Linked DNA regions of Zea mays: regions 1 and 2 are each linked to region 3. Evidence: chromatin contacts called from public Hi-C data. All regions are on one chromosome and are shown on one strand. Each heading gives the region's core, a stretch centred on a gene start, on an enhancer-like site or on the middle of the called end of the contact. The rest is flanking DNA. Distances are from core to core; before and after follow the strand shown. Region 1 holds the start of LOC100217250 (ATP-dependent protease La (LON) domain protein). Region 2 holds the start of LOC100191949 (transcription initiation factor TFIID subunit 9B). Region 3 holds the start of LOC100273621 (inter-alpha-trypsin inhibitor heavy chain-related).

Region 1 (4,004 bases), core at 476-2,975, 500 kb after region 3:
GGGCCTTGGAGGAAGCTTTGGGTGGTGCGGAGGCGAGTGCCACTGGCTGAAGCTGTGGTGGCTGCTTGGCCGCCTCGCGAAATTGGATGGGAGGTGCGGGGTCTTGAGGGCCATATCAACTCTGCCTCTGCGCAGAACAAAACAAGAGAGATGCATACGGCGTATAAGAGTTTAGTGAAAGAGTTAGTGACACTGTGACAGAGAGGAAAGATTAAAGGGCGGTTATATTATGGCCTCTAATGAAGCGGCTGCATGATAGGTCATGTTAGTTACTCTCTCCGTCTACATGATTTAGTCGTTTTAGATTTATTCTAAATCAAACTATTTGAACAACAATATATATCTCTCCGTCTACATGATTTAGTCGTTTTAGATTTATTCTAAGTCACACTATTTGAACAACAATATATATATATATATATATATATATATATATATATATAAGATTAAAATATTTTAAACTATAATAATTATGTATTATAATAGTTCGAGTCATGATAAATCTAGTACCTTTACTTTTGTGTTATGTTTGTATTATAAAATCTTATGAAATATTCGGTGTAACTGGTCGAAGTTAATAGTGATTAATTTAGAACAAATCTAAAGGACTAATTCTTGTGGACGGAGAGAGTAACTAGCAAACAAATTATTATTTAGGTTGAACCGGCTAATAAACTAATTGCTAATTATGAGGTGACTAACAATTAGCTAGGTATTAGCTGAGTGTGTTTGGAAGATCTAATTTAAACAGCTATCTAGGTTCCAAAGAGGGCCTAAAAAAATGGGAAAAGGCCATGAAATGTCTATCCACATATGATTGCAGAAGGTTTGTTTGAGATGGAAAGTTTGTAGAGTTGTTGGGAAGCCTGTCTGTACTTAGAGCATCTCCAACAATGCCTTAAACTAGTGCCTCAAATTGAAATATAGGGCTCTACACAGGAAAAATCACTCCAACAGTGCCTCAATTCAACAAATTTTGTCAAAAAACTATAGGGCACCCTCTCAAGTGCCTCAAATATACTACACCGTAGTGAGCTGCCCTATAATGTAGATTTGGGGCTTTACTGTTGGAGCGGGGTGTTTTATTGGTGCCCTAAATTCTATACAATTTACTTATTTTTAAATTATAAGGCATTTTTATAGGTCACGTTGTTGGAGATGCTCTTATGTGTAAGAACCCTTGGTGTTGAGAGAAAAAGAAGGAAGGAAAAAAAAAAAGATAAGTGTCTGGTGTGCTTATCATCCTAAAAAAATAAATAAAAATCGATGGAAACTGCCGCTAGTACTCCTCGTAACTCCGGGTATGCCGGATGTGCGGCGACAGAAAGGACTCTGGAAAACTAGGCGCGCGGATGGCGGGTCTTTGAGACGTGGCTTAGTTACGTTGTCGAACAGAGAGGTTTGCCGGGGACATGGCAGAAGGCCAGAAGCACGCAGGCGACAGGAAAGGACTAACGCGGTGGTGTGGGGAAGATGTGGTAGGGGTTGCTGGTGTTGTTACCTTGGCGGTGGTCGGCGGACGAACGGCGACGATCGAGGTCGGTTGCCGCCGGGTTCGCAGCAGGCAGAAACGGCGGAAGGGATGGGAGAAGGGAGACGGCGAAAGGGGGCAGTAGTGGGAGAGAGCAGGGAAGGGGGTGGAGGTGGGCGGAGAAAGAGGAGGTAGTAGGCGAGTGGATAAGAGCAGAGGAGGATCCGACCCCTATGATAATAATAATAATCTATAGTACTAGTAGATAGATAGAGGCTCGCACTTTTATACATCCCAAATGCTAGTAAATTCTCCAATCGCAAGCAAAGTACGGAGGGGGCAGCAGCTGGCGGTGGTCCCCACCGTAGTAGGATAGGATTGGATGGGTTATCTTATCTCTGCTTGTCGCCTAGCGTAGCGGCAGTGACAAAACGTCGGCGAAAACTAAAACAGGGTGCCACGCCCACCTGGGCCACCTCTCTCTCTCTCTTGGCGCGCCGGCCGGCCGGCCTGGCGTGGTCCGTGGTGGCGTTTGGAACACCTGTCTGTCCGTTCGGTTCAGATAAAAACTGGCAGTTTAAACTGCTATAGTTATAATTTATAGAGATGAACCAATTTGTTCGCCCTAAGATCCTTTGTTCGTTGCTTCAAATGGTCGATCACTTCTTTTATTCGCAGCGGGATTCCGTTTTCCAGACAGCGATCTTCTATCACAGACACGACGACTCCAACTATCTATCGCTCACCGCTTTTTTGCCCCCCACTCCTTCTCACTTATTAAAGCGTCTGCAAAAAACATATATACTTTTTTTATTGTCTCTCACTTACATACAAGTATCTGTTTATGTACAACTATGCACACACTCACATCACAACGCATACCAACCCACCTCTACCGTACACAAGCGGACCTACAAGTAGATGCATGTAGTGGCGAGCTATGACGCTCGCCGCAGCTGAGATCTGGTCGAACCCTCCTTATCTTTTACAATTTGTTAGAAAAAATGTACTTTATAAACATATGCACACAGCTATTTGAGCGGTTGACCTGCTCGTGACGATACATCTCCTCGGACTCCTCTTGTCAATCTATGGTGGCGTGCAGGCCTCGGGCGAGCCGGTGATGTGTCCGCCGTAAAAAGGGGGGCCTCGGGCGAGACGGAAGTCTCTCGAGGTCGGCTGCCCTTGGCCGAGGCTAGGCTCGGGGTGAAGCGTGATCGAGTCACTCGTGTGGACTGATCCCTGACTTAATCGTACCCATCAGGCCTTTGCAGCTTTATGCTGATGGGGGTTACCAGCTGAGAATTAGGCGTCTTGAGGGTACCCCTAATTATGGTCCCCGACAAATGTGCATGAACTCACCAAAGGTGGGAGTTCACGTGAAGTGTAAGGCTTACCAAAGAGGATGGTTAGAGCTGAGCATTGCTTTTAAAGTTGGTCAAAATTTTATTAGCAATTAGTAAGTATAAGTAAATACCAAACCCAATTAAGTAGTAGAACAAAAGTAACAACATCACCTGCGATGCAATGCATATGACAAATTGAATTTAGTTCCATAAATTAATCATCAGAGAGTCCTGAGCTGCTCATGACCGTGAGCTCGGCTAGTATACCAGTTTTACACTCTGCAGAGGTGGTACCCTTTACCCACAAGTCATGTTACCCATCTGCCAAGGGATCGCGACTTCCCATACACCTCTACCGAGGAGGCGAGGCAGGGTAACACTACGAGGCCTTTACAAAGTTCCACTAGCTTCAGAAAACCCGCTACAGTTTATGGGAAGCTCCAATGCAGGGTTCTTGCCTGACCGCCATCGCAGCAAAATCAACCAAGGACCTCCCTACACTGACCACTCCCCTACTGCCCTTGCCCCTTTCGGGTAAGGTAGTCCTCCACTAGCTTTCCTAATTAATCAGCCAAGGGCGTCCATAAACCCTTGTGGTGGCACGTGTTTCTCAAGTTAAGCTCTATGTTCCAATTAACATTAATGATCTTGACATGAACAGTAAATAACAACAGCTAACAAAAGTATAATCATGAATAATGTGTATCTCAATGCCCAAAACCACATATAGCACTAGCAAGTACTACCCAAAAAGTTCAGTGGTAAACAAGGCATAAAGATAGACAAACTAGGGTAACCTATTAGGTCCCATCAAAATTAACCTATGCAGATCATTATGATTAATTAGAACATGAGTGGGTAAAAGAAGTGATCAAGGGCACAACTTGCCTGGGACTTGAGATTCCAGGTACCAGGATGATCTTCAGGTGACACGTGTCCTCACTGCTAAACGTAGCAATACAGACAAACAGTGTATAGGCAAAATTAACATCACATCAAACAATAGAATTAACTACGTAATAATATTCTACGCGGCGCTACGAGATCGTGGAAACAAGAATCACTAAATTCGGAGTTACGGTTATCAAGTTATGATTTTATAAAGATTTAAATGTTGGACACAAAATAAATTGAGTGCATAAATTATACCTTTGTTTCATAATAAAATAAGGTTACCAGATGATAAA
Region 2 (4,165 bases), core at 417-2,916, 450 kb after region 3:
TCAGGGGAGTTCGTCGCTGGAGGACGGCCCCGAGGCCGTCGGATCGGAGGTGGTCATCGTCGGAGGATGCCCGAGATGCACTGCATTAGAGGAGGTCTTCGTCTTTGAATGCTGTCGTTGGCGTCTCCTCCGTCGCCGCTCACGTCTCATGAGGTCGTGGCCGACGCCACCGCTCGCGCCTCAGGCGACGCGGCCGCCATGGAGCTCGTGTCTCGGGCACCGCTCGCTGATGTCGCCTGACGCTCATCGATGTCGCCCGCCTCTCGCTGATGTCGTGCCTCTGGCGCCCCTCGCGCCTCACGCTGTCGCTAGGCATCGAAACCCTAATCCCTGGGTCTATGCTGTTTTTATAGACGCCCGGAGTCTGGGTCAATTTGAGGTGGTGCGATTGAACCGTATGACAACATTTGAACCAGAGCTTTCTCTAGCTTTTGGAAGCACACTGCTCAAAATATATAAAAGTATGTATATAAGTATGAGCGCGTACTCAATACATTCACCTATATTCATATATACGAGCATGTACCTATACGCATCTATAAACATGCGGATATGCATACAATAACGGATATGAATTTTGCTCAACTTTGAATGTAGACATAACTTGTCTCAAATGCAACACTAGAGTAGTGGTTAGTCTACTAATAAAAAAAATGCAACACATATACATATAAGTACGGGCGTGTACTCAATACATAGTTACATACGCCTATATTCATAAATACGACCATATACTTATACATATCTATAAACATACCGATACACATACAGGAACATATAACCCTTCGTCCCAAAATAGTATTTATTTTAGCTTTTAATTTTTATATTTATATTCAAATAGATGATGATGAATTTAAATGCATATATAAAATAAATACATCAAACTTTGTGTGAATTTATTAATATGTAAACATACAATCGTTAAGGGTGTGTTTGGTTAAGGAGAATGGAGGGCTTCATTCTAGTTTATGAATATTTGATTTCCAATAAAAGAGAAGCGAAGCGGCTCATAAAGTCTCTATATAGAAATTTATTATAAATAGTTGAAGTGTCCCCGCTCCACCAAAATAGTCGGATGCGAGCGCTCTTTCGGACGCGAGTATTTTTCTCTCTTCTCACCTCTATACTCGTATGACTCTTTAATTAAACAAAGAACAGAGTGGATCTGTTCTGTTATACCCTTTAACCAAATAAAAAATAGAATAGCTCTATTCTGCTTGCAAAACACACCTTAAGATAGCTTTAGAACGATTGTGGTTCAACTAATTGACAAAATCCAAAAAACAATATGGTACCAAAATAAAAGGTAATTGGAAGCTCTAAATTAGTAGATAATGGTTAAAAAAAGGTAACAGAGAGACTCGAGTGCTAAATTAGCTTATGCAATGAAATAAAAAAGGAAAAAATAAAAAAGAAAAAGAGAAACAATTAAAAAAGTCGATAAAAAAGAAAAAGAGAAACAATTTAAAAAGTCCGACGCCTGAGAGATTCGAACTCTCGCGGGGAAACCCCATGTACTTAGCAGGCACACGCCTTAACCACTCGGCCAAAGCGTCAGTTGCTGCAGTACAGAATATTTGACAATATAAGGTAGTTAAACATAATCTCTCCGTGTGCTGAAGCAGGTTGCCTGAGCCCCTGACACGGTGACACCACACTCCCGAAACGCCGAAACCCCACCCCGCACCACTCATGGACGCCGCCGGCGCGCGTCCATCGGCACCGTCGGCCGCTGCTGCCGCAGTCGCCGGGGCCTCCGTCGCGGACGAGCCCCGGGACGCGCGGGTGGTGCGGGAGCTCCTGCGCTCGATGGGTCTCGGTGAGGGCGAGTACGAACCCCGCGTCGTGCACCAGTTCCTGGACCTGGCCTACCGATACGTCGGAGACGTGCTAGGGGACGCCCAAGTCTACGCCGACCACGCCGGGAAGGCTCAGATCGACGCCGACGACGTCCGCCTCGCCATCCAGGCCAAGGTCAATTTCTCCTTCTCCCAGCCGCCGCCGCGTGAGGTACCAATCCTACCCTATTCTCAGTTTGGGCAAATCAGTTGGCTTATGTTTATTTTCTTCTATCCCCGCCAAAGCAACTTTCTCCCTGCGTTGGTTTTATACGGCCGAGTCCATGAAACCTAGTTATTTTGCTGCCCGTATAGTTGAAACTTGATTTTGAATTAGTTTTGTTTTTGCTGGATTAGTTTGGTCGAGAACCTGATATTTCTTTACCATTGTTTTTGTTAATATAATATTAATAAGAGTTTTGCTGGCATCTCTCTAATCATGAAGTAGTATCTACTATTTATAGTCTTAGTGAAATTATGTCTTTTTAAATTTATTAATTGGTCCCTGCTCAATTCCGTTGATAGAGAGATGGAAATGTCGATATACAACATAGATTCAGAAAGAGTTTAGATACTAAAAGCCACATAGATCAGAGACAATAACATCCTAATCCAAAACATAACCATTAAGAGAAGATTCAGAATTCTAAACTACTACAAAAATTAATTATTCATGTGTTGTAATAAATTCTTGAAGTTTCAAAAGCTGTGTCTTCATGCATTCTAATGGTACTTATCATTCCCGTGCTGCATTGCAGAATATGGTGATCTTTTTACTTCCTATGTCTGTAACAATTTTTGTTATTAAAACCACTTTGGCCATACACTAGGATCATATTGGTTAGGAACTAGCTTTCATATGGGAAAATGACAGCTAGTGCATTGCGTGCTACATAAGCTTTAAATGGTTCAGTTTGAAATTGATTGCCACCCACCAGCTGCATTTTAAATTTGTAGATGTAGATAATTCCTGATTGATACTTGTAGGATTGAACACTGTTGCATTAGGGTATTGTATTTTGTTTTTTATTTCAGATTTCCCTCTGTTCGTAATCAAAGGTGAACTTCCTCTGTACCATAACACTCTGGTTGTTGCATTGCATCTTGATTTAGGAAGATAATAATTTATAGCTAAATTGAAATCATCCATCTTTTAATGATTCCTCCACATTCTTAAACGTCATCTAAGACTAATACTTGGCATAATACTAGAACTGCACTGAACTAATCTGCTTTGTCGTTTGGTTGTATTTGTCCTTCTGCCTCAGGTGTTTCTTGTGTTTCAAAATCTTCATTTTATGCATCTAAATATGACAAGGCTATTGACACTTTTTGTCCAGATTCTTTGATAAAATACTCTGACTCACCAATTCCTATTGGTTCTGTTAATTGACTATCTGCTATAATATTTTGATCTGTTGAGAAGTTCATACAAAGTACGGACTAACCTATGAGCAGAACCATATAATCAAGTGTTCCATATGACCATTCAGTGATAAAGTGATGTTATGGGTATGAAGTGTTTGAGTGCTTCCTCACGACACCTAGTACTGAGTTTTAAGGTGCATTTCTGGAAGATTACAATGTCGCGAACACAATTGATTTCTCCTTGCTTGTTATGGGCATCAGCGGCATCACTATGGATATTTATTGCCTTATGAGGGACATTCTTATTATGTTGATAAGAGATTTCTTTAAATGTGGTATTACTAAATACAATTAACGTGATCCCTGTTGATCCCTTGGACTCTTCACAAAAAAAAGTACAATATGTATTGCTCGCCTAGAAAATGATACATCAGTTACCTAAGGAAGTGTAGGAAGTACCAATTAACATTTGAAAAGAGTAAATTTATATCTTTCTCGCTTAGCTCATAATGAATAATTTCTCTGGTCACAAAGCACTGTTCTGGGACATGTGTAGTCAACAATTCAAATTTTTGGTTGTATATTCAGATTGGCTTGTGAAGCTTTGTTTCAAAAAACACTTTATATTTTTTTATTATAATTTCTTGAGGTTATTAAATATAATACAACAGAAAATACTCTTTGCTTGTGTTTCATTAGTAGATCATATTTATCTCCAATATCACTTTTGCGATGGATTATACAGTGACAACTTGACCTTTAGTATATAGGATGTGTACGCCTAGGAGTGCGCAGTGGTGTATAGGAGAGTCTGAGATTGTGGGAGAGAGCAGAGAGGATATGGGGGTCGGTTGGAGGTGAGAGTGGTTGACCACTGCCTGGACATCTAGGTGACTAGGCGCTTACTAAGGCGAGCAAGGCTTACCAATCAGAGAAACAACAGAACAACAGCATAGATG
Region 3 (3,650 bases), core at 914-3,413:
CAATCTTCACTGAACAGTTATCCTCTGTATCAATTACATGAGTATTGTATGATCTTTTCCCAACAGTAACCTCAGCGCCTAGAATTGAACCCTATTAGTGAAACTTTCCTTAGATTGATGCCAGAAGAAAATCACACTAAAAATAATTTCAGATAGTATAAGCATTTAAAATTAATGCCAACAAAAATACAGTAGCAAAGATATATTTTCTTTGTAATTAAGGGCTTACAATCATGGCATACACAGGTCTCGATATTAAAGAATCCATGCATTATGCACACTGATGGGTATATAAATGACATTCATTCTCTTATGGTCAGTATTATCAAGCTTCTAAATTTAACCCACAAAGAAAGAGTTGTTAAATTCAAGGAAGAAATTCTATCTGGCACTTGAACTATCATGAGAAGCAAATCTTGGGCCCCTGACTCAAATAACAGACAACTTTGGCCATAAAATTGGGTTCTCATTTATTTCAAGCTGATAACAGGACAGATATGCATGTTTAAAACCCATGCCATGGCAGGTTGCAGGAGCCAAGGGGTTATCCTTTCTGGCTGCTCCTAGCCATATAATTTAGGGCGGTTGGATCCTTCATGGATATTTTCATGTACTCCTGTTCTTGGCCTCCGTAAGGAGTGCATGTACCCAGAGCGCCTTCCTGCCCTTTGTATCCTTCCTCTTTTAATATAATGGGGCGTAGTTCTCCTACGCTTTTCGAGAAAAAAAAACATGCCATGTCAGCAAAAACTGGCTTTAAAACAGCTTAAGAGTCAAAATTCAAAAACACCCTGTTTGAACAGTTGAAGGGGCAAAGTTGTCTGGTATAAGTTCGGAACAAAATTGGACTCTCATGATAGTTCAGGGGCAAAAAAATGAGCTTCTTCCTAAACTCCAAACATCTGAAATAGCACAAGAACAGCAGTAAAAACGAAAGAAATAAAACTTCATCAGGCAGGGTTCTCAAGTTCTATAGAAGTGGTTGTCAGCCAACACCAGAATGCAGAAGAAATGTATAACATGCAGTCATAAACTGAACTGGTTTTAGTAATTCGCCTGGAGAAAGCAAAGCTCCAAATGCAAAATAAAAAGTAATTCACGCCACTTCCATCTCTCAGAATTACAGTTGAAGGCGCACATTTTTAACCGCACATAATTATTGGTTCTAGTAAAGCAATTCTCCAAATACTGTACAATAACGCGGTGCACAAAAGAATCCGTTAGTGGAAGTCTGTGTTGGACAAGTGTACGAAGACAGCAATCCCTTTGCAAGTTCAATCCGATGCTACTTTGGATACTACTTTCTTGTTAATTATCTTGTAGCACGGAAAGCAAAGAATTTGTGCCAAAACCATGCTGGAATCCACTAGCAACAGAAAGGCAGGGCAATGGCAGCCATGATCCAGCCAAATGTAGGCCAGGAGTAAAGACATACGGAGTAATGACACCGGGTTATGTCCTGATTTGCGGAACCCGGAGAGCATAGTCCAAAGCGACAGCTAATTGGGGGCCCATCCACCTAACACGAACCAGACTGCCGGCGGATGCAAGTGAATGTTGTAATCATTGAAACGCCTAATAACCATATCCAAAACTAACAGAGCACACGCAAAGGGCAAGGTAAGGATGAGTGCATATGCTGGACCTGGTGAGCCATGGGCACGACGATGCGGCAGTGGCACGCGCGGCTGCGCGTGATGCAGTGCAGCCACCAGCGCGCGCGCAGGGCGACCTCGGCGGTGGCGCAGCCGGCGGCGCAGTCGACGCGGAGCTCGACCTCCCGCATCTGGAGCGGGATGAGCGCGGGCGGGTCGAGGCGGCCGTAGACGTGGGGCTGGTAGCTGGGCACGTCGGGGCTGTCGACGGCGGCCGGGTCGACGACGACGGCGTACGCCATGGGCGCCGCCGGCATGAGCTGCTGCAGCGCCGCGGCGGGGTCGTCGCGGTCCATCGCCAGGTGCGGGCGCGGCGGCGGCGGCATCCCGCCCCCGCTGGGCAGGACGAGGCGCTTGGTGAGCTTGAGGCCGTCCTCCACCGCGCGCGCGAAGGCCTCGTCCATGGCTGCCCGGAAGAGGCGCGGCGGTGGGGATGGCGGGCGATGCGGGTCAGATTCAGGCCAGTGGGAGGAATCGCGAGCTGGTTTTTGGCGTGGTTTAAGTGGAAGGGAGGTCAAGCGAATGAGGTGGGAGAGTCATGCGTGTGGAGGGTGACGGGGACGAGACGAGGCCAGCGACAGGCGGGGGCGGTGAGGTTACCTGCCCGGGGAGGCACGTTGTTTTTCTCGTGCTCCGATGGACGTGGTCCACGCGGGCGGGATGAGCACGTTGCCTGTCTCCGCAGTTTCTCAGGATTTCTTGCACTTCCGGTTCCAGACCAGGAGAGCATTTCATCCAAAAGCTACACAAAAGTTTCGACCAAAACTAAGGATTCTTTTATAGAAAAATATAGCTCAAAATTTTATTTTCTTTGTTCTAAAATTTAGGGCTACGTCGTTGGAGGAGCAAAATATCTGTGTGGTCCTCATCCACACGGAGAAGAGATGATCGATGATCCCGTGGAGCTATGGGGGCCCATCATTCTCATCGCCTCGCTGCTTCGGCTACCCGCCCGGAAAGCGACCCATTATTGTGACCGTCGCCCGTCGGCAAGCACACGAACATGGCGATATCGCGCACCCACGCGTGTTCGTTGCTGCCTATGCAGCGGCCCCACGCCGGGCTGGACACGTTGATGGCCGATGGCCGCGTTTCCGGCCGTTGGTCTGCTGTAACGGCTAGTTTAGTTACAAAGATGTTGAAAGAGCTTCCTACAACACCTAAAAAGTAGAAGCTCGGGTTAAAAAAAAGTTTCTAGATTATGAACATTATAGACACATTTATATTTCTGCTCACATAATCGTAACGATATTTAGATTCTCTCAAGAGTCATATTCTCTTTATAACTAGATTCTCAGAAAAGTTGGTCTTATAAATCCACTAAGAGCTTAGGTCAAAGAGAATTATAGACTTAAATTTTTTTTTAGTTAAAATTGAATAGAAGGAAATTTAATTTCTCTCAATCTATCTCGATTCAGACGCAATCGAACAAGACAGGAGTAAAGGTATAGTGCCAAAACTACTGCTTACCTCATGCGAGAACGAAGGATTGGAAACAGAAGTGGAGGATGACAAATGGATCGATTGAGGAAGAAACCGGCCACTCGTGTTTTGTGGGACGATTAATAAGCCATTGTTGCGTGGTCTGGTTGGGTGAACCAAAGGACGCCTAGGCATCAGCCTTCTTCTGTCACTCCATGCTCATCGGTGTTCCTCGCCAAGTAGCGGTGTCGGTACAAGGTGCATGCCAAACTCAACACTCGGCAACTTGACGTAAAGGAGGGGTCTCAACTCTCAGGCGACGGCAACTACCGATAGCTAGGGTGGCCACCCCACCACGCCCAACTATCTTCAGTAGACTCACTATCTTATTTTCTATTTTAAACTTCACTCTATAAACAGTGCAAAATAGTATATTTTGTACGGTCGTTTACACGGGGCTGCTGGAGATGGCCTAAGTGGCTGCTCGGATTAGAAGATAGACAGCCAAAGAAAAAAAATGGGACAAAAACAACTATTTTGAAAGTTCCAAGCTTTTTTGTCCGAACTCTGGAG

What was found. Hi-C and Micro-C count contacts between places; a contact is called where the count stands out from the background.
Region 1: a Hi-C map of ear shows a contact between it and region 3, with 2.5 times the contacts expected there. The contact joins the promoter of LOC100217250 here to the promoter of LOC100273621 in region 3. A contact is called at or near these places in 2 of 25 Hi-C or Micro-C datasets (ear and tassel).
Region 2: a contact with region 3 is called in a Hi-C map of bundle sheath, with 2.9 times the contacts expected there. The contact joins the promoter of LOC100191949 here to the promoter of LOC100273621 in region 3. A contact is called at or near these places in 6 of 25 Hi-C or Micro-C datasets (bundle sheath, ear, leaf and 1 more).

Annotation. Positions count from the first base shown.
Region 1 is chr1:71,609,523-71,613,526 of Zm-B73-REFERENCE-NAM-5.0, forward strand. LOC100217250 (ATP-dependent protease La (LON) domain protein) reads right to left here and starts at 1,726. Exons shown (of 2, transcript NM_001143605.2): 1 at 1,502-1,726; 2 at 1-127. The coding sequence starts at 114.
Region 2 is chr1:71,556,557-71,560,721 of Zm-B73-REFERENCE-NAM-5.0, forward strand. LOC100191949 (transcription initiation factor TFIID subunit 9B) reads left to right here and starts at 1,667. Exons shown (of 2, transcript NM_001137373.1): 1 at 1,667-2,010. The coding sequence starts at 1,693. It overlaps TRNAS-GCU (transfer RNA serine (anticodon GCU)), which reads right to left and starts at 1,556; the gene lies at 1,475-1,556.
Region 3 is chr1:71,110,964-71,114,613 of Zm-B73-REFERENCE-NAM-5.0, forward strand. LOC100273621 (inter-alpha-trypsin inhibitor heavy chain-related) reads right to left here and starts at 2,164. Exons shown (of 13, transcript NM_001360282.1): 1 at 1,646-2,164; 2 at 1-91. The coding sequence starts at 2,059.